3 separate regions of the Mus musculus genome follow, and regions 1 and 3 are each linked to region 2. The links are chromatin contacts, called in public Hi-C maps. All regions are on one chromosome and are shown on one strand. The core of a region is the stretch at or near the end of the contact, and the rest is flanking DNA. Distances in the headings are between cores, read along the strand shown.

The links. Hi-C and Micro-C count contacts between places; a contact is called where the count stands out from the background.
Region 1: a Hi-C map of cerebellum shows a contact between it and region 2, with 2.0 times the contacts expected there. The contact joins the enhancer-like site here to the promoter of Elmod1 in region 2. A contact is called at or near these places in 16 of 39 promoter capture datasets (the HPC-7 cell line, cranial neural crest, embryonic stem cells and 8 more), 6 of 15 datasets of contacts at CTCF or cohesin (embryonic stem cells, hippocampal excitatory neurons, pro-B cells and 1 more), 145 of 484 Hi-C or Micro-C datasets (8-cell embryo, the AML12 cell line, the AtT-20 cell line and 60 more), 24 of 115 datasets of contacts at active chromatin or transcription factors (PVALB interneurons, VIP interneurons, astrocytes and 14 more) and 3 of 9 other capture datasets (embryonic stem cells, embryonic tail and pancreatic islet).
Region 3: a Hi-C map of cortical neurons shows a contact between it and region 2, with 4 times the contacts expected there. The contact joins the enhancer-like site here to the promoter of Elmod1 in region 2. A contact is called at or near these places in 15 of 39 promoter capture datasets (the HPC-7 cell line, cranial neural crest, embryonic stem cells and 8 more), 6 of 15 datasets of contacts at CTCF or cohesin (embryonic stem cells, hippocampal excitatory neurons, pro-B cells and 1 more), 129 of 484 Hi-C or Micro-C datasets (8-cell embryo, the AML12 cell line, the AtT-20 cell line and 58 more), 21 of 115 datasets of contacts at active chromatin or transcription factors (PVALB interneurons, SST interneurons, VIP interneurons and 12 more) and 3 of 9 other capture datasets (embryonic stem cells, embryonic tail and pancreatic islet).

What each region holds. Positions count from the first base shown.
Region 1 is chr9:53,881,688-53,885,410 of GRCm38.p6, reverse strand. It overlaps the pseudogene Gm16380. Among named protein-coding and RNA genes, the nearest start is that of Gm39340, 16 kb to the left of the region's middle. Within about 2 kb of position 1,595, at least 11 of the 459 cell types and tissues checked have an H3K27ac peak or open chromatin away from gene starts, as enhancers often do. A contact at or near this core is called in VIP interneurons, cerebellum, embryonic cerebral cortex and 1 more, where this site is marked.
Region 2 is chr9:53,973,205-53,976,599 of GRCm38.p6, reverse strand. It overlaps Elmod1 (ELMO/CED-12 domain containing 1), which reads left to right and starts at 1,299. Exons shown (of 11, transcript NM_177769.4): 1 at 1,299-1,575.
Region 3 is chr9:53,901,417-53,905,319 of GRCm38.p6, reverse strand. No RefSeq gene overlaps it. Among named protein-coding and RNA genes, the nearest start is that of Gm39340, 3.9 kb to the right of the region's middle. Within about 2 kb of position 2,244, at least 9 of the 459 cell types and tissues checked have an H3K27ac peak or open chromatin away from gene starts, as enhancers often do. A contact at or near this core is called in VIP interneurons, cerebral cortex, cortical neurons and 1 more, where this site is marked.

The sequences.
Region 1 (3,723 bases), core at 346-2,845, 91 kb after region 2:
TGAAAGGACCCTGATATAGCTGTCTCTTGTGAGACTATCCCGGGGCCTAGCAAATACAGAAGTGGATGCTCACGGTCAGCTATTGGATGGATCACAGGGCCCCCAATGAAGGAGCTAGAGAAAATACCCAAGGAGCTAAAGGGGTCTGCAACCCTATAGGTGGAACAACATTATGAACTAACCAGTACCCCCACACACAGAGCTCGTGTCTCTAGCTGCATATGTATCAGAAGATGGCCTAGTCGGCCATCATTGAAAAGAGAGGCCCATCGGTCTTGCAACTTTATATGCCTCAGTACAGGGGAAAGACAGGGCCAAGAAGTGGGAGTGGGGAAAGAAGTGGGAGTGAGGGTATGGGGGGACTTTTGGGATAGCATTGGAAATGTAAATGAAGAAAATACCTAATTAAAAAAAATTTTAAAAAAGATAATGGACCAATTTCTCTGGTAGAGGAAATTTCAAGACAGACAGCATTCAAGCTGTGTGGCATGGTTACTGTTCACTGCACTAACTCGGATTACAAGGAGATGGGGGGAGGGGAGAGGGATGGAAAATGTTCATGTGGGCAAGGGAAGATGAGAAAACAAGTCTAAAGACTTGAGTAAGAAAAAATAGATATATTTTTTTGTTGTTTTTGGTTTTTTTGTTGTTTTTTGTTTGTTTGTTTGTTTGTTTGTTTTTGTTTTTGTTTTTGTTTTTGCTGTGCAAGCCAGGGAGCTGCTTTAAGTAGGCCACAGACAACTGGGAAGCGTGGACTTCTTTCAAAAGGATCCCTGAGTCACCCACCCAGCACCTGTGCCCTCTCAGGGAGAGGGACCGTGATGTCTGCACCCCCACAGATCAAAGCACTCACTCTGCAAGGCCACACAGCACACAGGCCAAAGAACCGCAGCCCTAGCAGGTGTGTATACACACTGCCCACACAGGGCCCGCTCGCTCGCACTGGCTGCAGACCGCCTTCCCATCCACAGATCTCATGCACGATGAACAAGCGATGGGTGCTGTCCTGGGAAGGCCACCTTCTGAGGCCTGAGCTTGGCACCATGTCAGTTGGCCATCAGGTCCAATCAACATCTGTCCCCTCGCAGGTTGAGGGGCTCCCACCACACCAGACTTCAGTGACTCCCGTAGGTGGTTCACAGAACAATCTTCGCTCGATATGTGATCTCTATAGGCCCGAGCCCCTTGGAAAAGGAGCTGCTTGGTTCTTTCGAAGACCTCGCGTGAGTAGCGCTCGGCGAACACACCGTGGCTCAGCTCTTTCAGGCCCACGTGGACTTTGAGTTGGAGCAGGGCTGAGTCTGCAAACCCGCAGCTCCGCTTGGGCATGGTAGCGGGTATCACACACAGCCCTCAGCAGCGCGCAGCGTGCCGCGCGCCGAGCACACGTCACTAGATATACTTTTTAAAAGGATTAGTATCAATAAGGAGAAGCCTTGTGTTCTGCATTGAGACAATGGGAAAGTTGCCCCGTGGGGAAGACCCATTAAAGGCCAGAGTCTGTGAAAATGCAAATTATTTGAAGGAGTCTGAATATAGAATGCAGCCACAGGGATTCTCTCCAAAAAAGTAACCATCTAGGGAAGTGTTCTCCCAAGCAACAACAAAGGCTCACATAGGCCACCAAATCTGTGACAGATGGTGGGTATCACAGGGCCAGACTATATTACAAACTGGCAGCAGACCCTGGCAACAGCATCCACACACACACACTGCTGATTTTGCCTGCATGCAAAATGTATGAGTCAGGGATTCATAGAGTCAATGTTCCAGAAAGCTTCTTAAGCCCAGCAATGTAAGAGTCCTTACAAGAAGGGCCTGAGAGGCCATGGTGTGAAACACTAAAGGTACAGTCTGAATTACCATGGAGACCTCCTGGATGCTGAAGATGTCTTAGTCGGGGTTACCGTTGCTGTGGTGAAACGCCATGACCACAGCAACCTGGGAAGGAAAGGGTTTATTTGGCTTATGCTTCCATATGGCTCACTGTTTATCAGTGAAGGAAGTCAGGACAGGAACCCAAACAGGACAGGAACCTGGAGGCAGGAGCTGATGCAGAGGCCACGGAGGGTCTGCTTACTGGCATACTCCTCATGGCTTGCTCAGCCTGCTTTCTTAGAGAACCCAGGATCACCAGCTCAGAGATGGAACTACTCACAATGGGTTGGACCCTTCCCTATCAATCACTAATTAAGAAAACACCCTACAGGCTTGCCTAGAGCCCAGTATTATAGAGGTATTTTCCCAGTTGGGGTTCCCTCCTCTCTGGTGACACTAGCTTGTAGCAAGTTGAATATAAAACAAGCCAGTAGGGATGTCCGCTGAGACTTGAGATAAGTCATGTGTATGGTAGTATTGTACCAGAAAGCATTTGAGAACCCCAAAAGATCACCAAGGAGCTGATTTTAATAGTCACACTAGGATCTCTTTATTCAAGCTCAAGAGATTAGGCCACACTATCATCTCTAACACAGCAGAATGGAAGGGGCAGCCCTGAGCCTAGTTTCAGACAAGCATTTTTAGAGGCAAGAAAGGGGGTTATCTAGCCTAGTACATATCTAATTGGAGGGCCATTATGGCCTTTAACATAATTGGCTGGTGCTGGGAGCCATACCATAAACTTAACGTCTGATTTCCTCCTGATTGGTGGTTGTTAGGAAGAGAAGTGCTAGGGGCAGAGTTGTAACCTGGAGGTGCAGATTTGTTGGCAGGGAGGAGGTGAAGGTAACCTGGAAACTGGTGCTAGACACTGGCTAGTTAACTCGAGTTCAACCTTAGGTCAAGTTCTCTAAGGTGGAATCTGAACCGACAATATGGTCTCGCATTTCCCCCTTTTCTCTGGTAACTGGAAGGCCCAATCATAGGACTTCCTGAAGCTATTATCATATTTTAGAGGGGCTCAGGGTTGTCATCACTCAGTCCTCGTGGTGTCCCTGGGGCTTGGATAGGGGCTCCAATTATGGGAGACAGGAGAATCCTGAGGCTGAGTTTCCTCCTGCTAGTTGGGGTTTTCAGGTGCAAACAGTTGTGTGGTGGATCCAAGCTGTAATCCTGCCGATCTTTAGAGCAGTGAGTGTGATCAAGATAACATAGGACCCTTTTTTATGAGGCTTTAATGACCCCTAGCCAGAGGGCTACCTGATTCATAAAGAACACAAAATTTAGGCCAAACATGTTTATGAGCCCATTGGACACTTTCAAGATTGTCCAGTAATTGGTGATCCTGCAACTCAGTGATGACCTCTGTCTGTATGAAGTCCCATCTCGTCAAGGGAGTTTCATACCCAGTAGAGAACGAAGAGAAGGAGAATTAGTTACTCAGTTCTCACCAGTCTCTTAGATCATTTTAGTTAAGGTCTCTTTTAGGGTCCTACTGGACTTTCTACCTGTCCTGAGCTCAATAAGGTTTCCCAGTCCCTGACTTATCTGGGACATAAAAGCTGGTCCATTGTCTGACCCTACCATCTGAGGAAGCCCATATCTTGGCAGTATGTCCTATAAGAGCTTCTTTGTCACCATGGACGTGTAAGGCCCGAAAAGCCTTACATCCAGATGTCCCACTCACAAAGACACAGAGACAGAGATCGATGCAAAAAGCAAGAGTTTTCTTAATCCAGCATGCTGGGGTTATCCTGGAATCGAGATAGAAGCGACCCTGAATAGTAGCTAAAGCACACACCTTTTATACAATTTTTTAGAGCAGTTTTCAGTCACAGTTTAGGG
Region 2 (3,395 bases), core at 50-2,549:
GCCATTATTAATATTATTATCCATTGTTTCAGAGATAAGTCAAGTCTCGGTAGATTCATTTGATGGGTAACACAAAGTCAAAAACAACTTGACCTTTATTCTTGATAATACTCTCCATTTTAGGTATTTGTTGCCTTTCTCTGGTTTTGTGATTGTTATTGGACTCACTATGTAGACCAAGCTGCCCTCAAATTCAGGAAATCCACCTGCCTCTGCTTCCCAAGTGCTGCCGCCATTCTGGCTTGCCTGTCGTTTTCAACAGATTGTAAATTCTCTGAGGAGAAAAACCTGTCTGTCTTATTTGTTGTTGTTTTCTCAGCACATTGTTCCGTGCCTGCACAAAACAGTTGGCTTGGTTGTTTGACCTTCTTATACAGCAGTAACCAACTCTACTATGTGACAGCAGCGTGTCCAGATGATCTCTGACAGCCAGGCATTAACTTGTATTGCAGCCACGTTTCAGAGAAGGTAACATTGATCACAGAGAGTGAGTAGGTCGTCATGAAGGGGAACGGAAAGGGTAAGGTAAACCAGAAGATCGGAACACCACGAGCAAAATCAAAGCCTTTTGAAGAAGTCAGTTTCCCTGTGTTGTTCGGAAACTCTTATCTATGAAGACGTTCTACATAAAACCGAAAATAGGACTGAGGAAGGGTGTGGGTGTTCGGGAGTTCAGCCATTCCACTGCAAGAAGGCAGTGTTCCCCCCAAATAATTGCAGACCAGGATATCTATAATTTATCCCATTATACTTAAACTTGTAATGAGCTGTTGTTTATGAAACCCTCGATGAAACACAGGCCTGGGCCAGGGAAGACCCACCGGGGCTCTCAGTTACACCTAATTAAAGAACTGGCTCTTTGACAACTTCACCTGACCTGTCCAAGAATCAAGAGAGGAAGGGGATGCCTGGGGGGAGTCAGAACACACAGGAAAGCAAGTGAGGGTTGGGTATCTGAATTGGGAGGAGGTAAAAAAACAAATAAACTAAAAACAAACTTTGCCTTCTGGATAATCCACCTCAGAGGAACTGGAGAACATTCCTTGCCCTAGATTCTTCAGGAATCCCACTGACAGGTCTTCCCAGGTTCACAACCCTGGACTTCTTTAGGGGTGGTCGACTCTGACTCCTGCACAGTTAAACTAGGCCACTGCGGCCAAGTGCGCAGTTTTAACCCTTTCTTCCCACATTCTGGCGCGGGGGCCTGAGCTCACTCCTCCCCGCCGCGCCCGCGCCCCGGGGTTCCGCGACTGAGCATGCTCAGTAGCCGCCAGCGTCTTGCTCCCAGGGAAACCTCTGCACGCCCTCCCCAGCTGCTCTCGGTCGCCTCCTCTCTGCCCGCTGCCCAGGGTGCAACCCGGCTTGCAGGGCTCCACGCGACCCAGATTCCCGCCCCGCCCCCGCCCCTCCCGCGCCCGCAGCCAGTGCGGCAGCCGCGGCCGCCTCTGTCCAGCATCCGCTCGGGGACCAGCCGCGGCGATCACGGTCGCTAGTGCGTAGCAGGAGCGAAGGCGGAGATGGAGACCACACTGTTGCGATCCCAGAGCTGCTGAGCCCACCACTGTCTCTGCTCCGGTGAGTCGCGACCCTAGAGGAGCCAAGGGTGAATGCCCTTGGAAAAAAGAGAGGTGGCAGCTGACCTGTGTGTGTAGGGTACAAAATAAATGGGGACAGTGAGGGGACGTGAATGAAAGTGCGCACTACCTGGGTGCCGGAGCGCCCGAGTCACCCAAGACTAAATCCTCTTTCTCATCGTGAGCCGGGAAATAACAACCCGCGGCGCTGCGGGTCAGCGCTGGAAGCTGTTTGCGTCCCTGGGGCGCAGGTCGCCTAGCGACTGAACGCCACTGCTGGTGCTTAGGGAGGAATCCCAAGCGGGAACAAAGAGCGGCCTGGCTGGGGCAAGTGGAGGGTCCTGGCCCCTAAGGAGCCCTCTGTCCTGCCGGTCAGGCCCCGGGGCGGTGCCAGGCGGCAGAGTGGCAGAGCTGTAAACCAGAGGTCTCTGAGCCTCCACCCTGAGCCAGGTCTGCAGGGCTGGCGAGCGCACCTCCTTCTACTCCAGGAAACTCCACTCTTGGAGCATCTCCTGGGCAGGTGCAATTGAACAGGCGGGCGGAGAGCAGCCGTGAGGAGCTGTTAAAACAGGAACAGTGGAGCGAGGTGTGCTGTTTTTCCTAGTGCCTTTATTTCCAAGTGTGGGCACCAACTGCTCCCCCTCGTCGTGTTTCTGCTCAACCTCTAAGTGGCGAGTCCGGTAACAGACCTTATGAATATTTCAGAAACGACCTCACAGACTCGCTCGCTTCAGATCAAGTTTAATGAATATGTGTGTAAGCCTTTCTGCCCCGCACAAACAGATGGAAGCCCAGGCCACTGCTTGGAGCTCTCCAAATTTCATCTCTTTCTTCCCCACCAACAGAGAAAAAGACGTCGCAAATCCCCGCAAGCCTTAGACTGGTGTCATAAATTGGGGCTGTCATTTGGAGAGACCGATTTTAGGCAGCCACCCAGGCTTTGTTCTGCATCTCAGCAGTGTGTGCATGTTGTGTCGGTCGCTTGACAACCGTCCTTAACTGCTATTGCCAATATGGTGGAAAGCAGGTAGTAGCATGCCTACATTGGAATAAACGTCATAGTTCCTTGTTGTCTTATGACAACACGGAGTAACAACAGTCTTGGTCATTCTCTCCCTAGAAGTTTCATTTGAGATCAATCTGGTTGAAATTTTGCCAAAGGCACACATTTTTGTTTTTCCTCACCCTTAGGAGATATTTCTTCTTACCCTCTCTTATGGGAAAAGATGAGTGCTTTCTCTGTAAGACATTGAGGTTAAAAACAGCAAAATAATGTTTTATTTCAGGGCACTTTTTGGATTGTAGCAGACTTACGCTTTGAACTACGTAACTCGTGTTGCGCCATCACAATTAACCAGTAAACTGACACACTGCCTAGTTGTCAGTATCCTAAGGTGGATTTACAGACAGTCAGCTCCCCCGGCCCAACCCCAGGTGTGTGGGAGACACATAGGTAATCTTGACCCATCTATAAGGAATTCTTTTGTTGGCCAAGAACTCAAGCCTTCTTGTGAAGAATAAGAGAGACAGTAATTCTCTCTTGCAAGTCTGCACACACAAGGAGGAGGCGGAGGGGCTTCAGTTTGCATACTTAGGCTTCATATTTAGGAAAGGTCCTTCCTACAGAGACCTACCGCAGTTACATCACAGGCTCCACCTCCGCCTGCCAGGCTGCTTCTCCCAGTCGGAGGTCAGTGTGTGTTGCTGTGTTCAATTAATGAAGATTTAAAAAAAAAACTGAAATGAAAATTTGCTCCTTTTCTCTATTGTGTCTTGCTGATTCAACTAAAACATATATGAATGCTAGCTTTCCAAGAGATT
Region 3 (3,903 bases), core at 995-3,494, 72 kb after region 2:
ATACAGATAAGTCTTCTATTACAAGGACACCAATGCCATTAGATTAGGGTCTTCCCTTATGACCACATTTAACCTTAATTATTTCCAGATACAGTTTCATTAGATATCAGGGCTTCAGTGTATGAATGGGGGCTGAGGCTGAACATACAATTCAATATTTGGCAATAACTTTTTGTAGAAGTTATTTGAATTCTGAACCTTGCACTTCCTGAAGTTGATCCAGGACCTTGAAGCCACCAATTCTACCAAAATAATGAACTCTGCTTCTAATTCTACTGACCTTGTTTTAAAAGAGAACCAAAATAAGATAGAATCACTATTTAAATCAAAAGACTAGCAATCATCTGATTCTTTTTCCATGGTCTATAATATAATGTGTGTAAATTCAATTTAAAATACTACCCATTTACAAGAAAGCTATTTAAGTGTTCTTATCAAACTGTAGGTTTGGGTTACATCTACCCTTACTGTAAGTCGCATAGCTAATTTCTTGGCTTTAGGCCCTTTTTGTTCATACTTACATTCCTGGATTTTGTTTGTTTGTTTGTTTGTCTGTTTTGTTTTGAGACAGAGTTTCTCTGTATAGCCCTGGCTGTCCTGGAACTCACTGTGTAGACCAGGCTGGCCTTGAACTCAGAAATCCACCTGCCTCTGCCTCCCAAGTGCTGGTATTAAAGGAGTGTGCCACCGCTGCCCAGCCCATTCCTGGATTTTTTTAAAATATGAAATGAATTAACATGAATGGCTGTAAATATGTGAGAGGCTCTCTCTTCTTAATTATTCCTATTTATCCAAATATGAGTCTTCATGGATGGCCTAAATATTATTTTTCTAAAACACTCCTGGCTTTCTGTGTGTTTATGTTTATTTATTAACACCTTAAAATCATATGACTTGTTCATTTTTAGACCCGGGTCTCTAGAAACTTCTAAGAATATTGTCACATAACACTCAGTTTTCATGAATGATAAGAATATCACATCTAACCTATACTCTCCTCCTGCCACGATGTCATATGTAACTATACGGCAGTCAGGAAACCGGCACTAATACAATCCACTACCTCACCAATATTTCCATCAACCATAGTGTCTGTTGTTCAGTTTTATGCAGTTTTAGCCTAAGGGCAGATTTGTGCCATCATCAACACTGACAATATTTAGAACAATTCTATCACCATAAAGAGTCTCTGTGTTAATAGTGTTGTGTAAAATGTAATTGCTTTTTCATGGCTAGTGTGGATAAAAGTAATTAATTGGGGAGGAGGGGAGGTGTTGTGCCGCCTTATATAACCACACCCACTTTCCACCCTTATCCCCAGTCTCTAAGCCCTGATAGCCATTAATCTGTTCTCTTCATCTACTGTTTGTTCATCTCAGGAGTTAAAAATGGGGTTACACAGAATATTTGAGGGGGTTCTGTGTGTTCATTATTTTAAATCATGAATGTGTGTGTGTGTGTGTGTTATACTTTCCATATTTCCTTCCATGAGCATATATAGTACCCATAATCTGAAGAAAATTATAGTTTCATTTAATAATAAAATAATACTCTCTGAGAGAGCAAGCATAGCCTTGGGAGTCTAAATTTATGCATGTTCTTTGGCAAGGAAGAAACTGTCTTCAACAATCAGGCCCAGGAGTGGGAGCCCAGCCTAAGGATATTCCCAGTAAAAGTCTTGGCAGACAGGTGCCCTGGGTGGGTGCTCACCCGGATCTGCCTCCGTTCAGCCCGATGTTACCTTGAGCTTCTCAGGACCTCGGCTCACAGAGATGGGTTTTGCTTTGTTAGGTTTTGTTATTACTGTTTTTTTTTTTTTTCAGTAATAATTTCAGGCAGTGAAGTGAAAATTCCGGAAAAGCTCATCCTCTGCCAACACCTCATAAAGTGTCAGGATAATGACATCATGAATATGTATGTCTTGTGATTGTCACTGCTTTGTGGAATGACAATTTGAGCTCAAGTGGCTATATTATTCATTTCCCTCTCGCTGCTCAATCCCAAATATTCTGTTTTAGATCAATCTTGAGGACATGAGCAATGCCACAGAAGTGTGGGACAACGATCAGAGCAAAATATCACCAGCCATTCAGAGTGACCAGAGAAAAGGATACGAAGGGAGACAGGATAGTGACGACCTACTGTGTGTTGTGAAAGAGCTGGCGAATGTGAATGTGTCAGCAAGACTGTTGGGAGAGTAATAGTACAGAGCAGTCCAGCTCTATAGAGGCCCAAACTGGACATGTGGGTGTGTAGAAAAAACAGATTCAGAAAAATATGCCTGAGATTAAAAGGGGAGGAAATAGAGCATGGTTGTCTTAGTTACTTTTCCGTCACCATGACAAAACACCATAACCAAGGCAACGTACCCAAAAAAGCATTTAACTTGGGGGTTTACGGTTACAGACAGTGAGAGTCCATGACCATCATGGCGGGAAGCATGGGAGCAGGCAGGCAGGCAGGCATGGCTTTGGAGCAATAGCTAAGAACATACATCTTGATCCACAAGCTGAATGCAGAGAGACAAAGAGAAAAACAAAACAAAACAAAACCAAGAATGGACAAGGCTTTTGCAATCCCAAAACCACCCAGTGACACACCTCCAACAAGGCCACACTTCCTAATCCTTCCCAAACAGTTCCCCAACTGGGGCCTAAACATTCAAATCCATGAGCCTTTGGGGGCCCTTCTCATTCAAATTGCAACAGTGACTACAGGAGGGGAGGAGGGGGAGGGGGAGGGGGAGGGGGAGGGGGAGGGTGTCTATTTGGAAGGGTGAGGGTATTAGGGTATGAGTGGGAGTAAGAACCGTTAAGAGACATTTTTATGGATTGTTTTAGGAAAATTTAATCTGTTTAAATTCTGCATCTTTCCCATCCAGGCTCTGTTCCTCTTCAAATATCCAGGTCTTCTTGAGATCACTTAATAAATTTAAGTCATTTTTTTTCATATGACTCTCCTATTTCTTAGATCAGTACCTATGGATCTGTTTTTGTTATTTTAACTTCTCTTGTTCCTGCTGTAAATGGGCTCTTTTGCCATCTTACTTTCTTATCATTTGTATCAGTTAGGATTCTTTTACTGCAAAGGACAAAAAAAAAAAAAAAACCCAACTTGCATTGGTATTAAAAATAATTGCACATATTTGAGTATTTATTGAAGATGTTGATATAAGTATTTGATATGTTCTAACCTTGAATCCATTTAAATATAAATGATGTATTGTCTCATGTGGCTTAAAAAGTTAGTCATATGTCTGCTTCATATGACATAGGTAAATCTAGTAGCTCAAAGAAGATTCAGTTAGTTCCCATACCTTGGCTCCATAGAAACAAAAGCAGCTTCTACTCTGTATTCTGTAAAATGTGTGGCCAGGCAAGGCAAGGGGGAGCCTGCTTCACACAAAGATTAAAGGGTCATATTAGCCCAATTTGAGACATGCCCATCCCTAAACAATCATCATTACTAGGAGAGCATGATGCTTTTTCTAGCTAAACATCATTCTGAGTAGTTTCCCAACTACACAAAGAGAATTATGCACCACTAACGAAACCAGGTTCCTGTGGGGCAAGTGGAATTGTGTCAACCAAACAAAGACTGGAAAGGTCAAGTGGGTTCAGAAACCCAGTACCTGAGGACCGTAGGAGTTTCACCTACTCCAGACCTAGGCTCCAGTCCTGGAACACATGACCATGACCTCCTAGTGAAGATTGTGACCTCTAGTCATGGAGCACAGACTAGTTCGCCATGCCAATGAGGTATCTAGATGGGCCAGCCCAGAGGGTTTAGCCAATAAGCTTCCCTTCCCATACATTCCTTCCTGCAAAAGGTATTTAGTCTCTGGTCCAATCCAAGTAAGTGCTATGCACCAGTTTTCCACAATGAACAGTGAATAAACAGTAT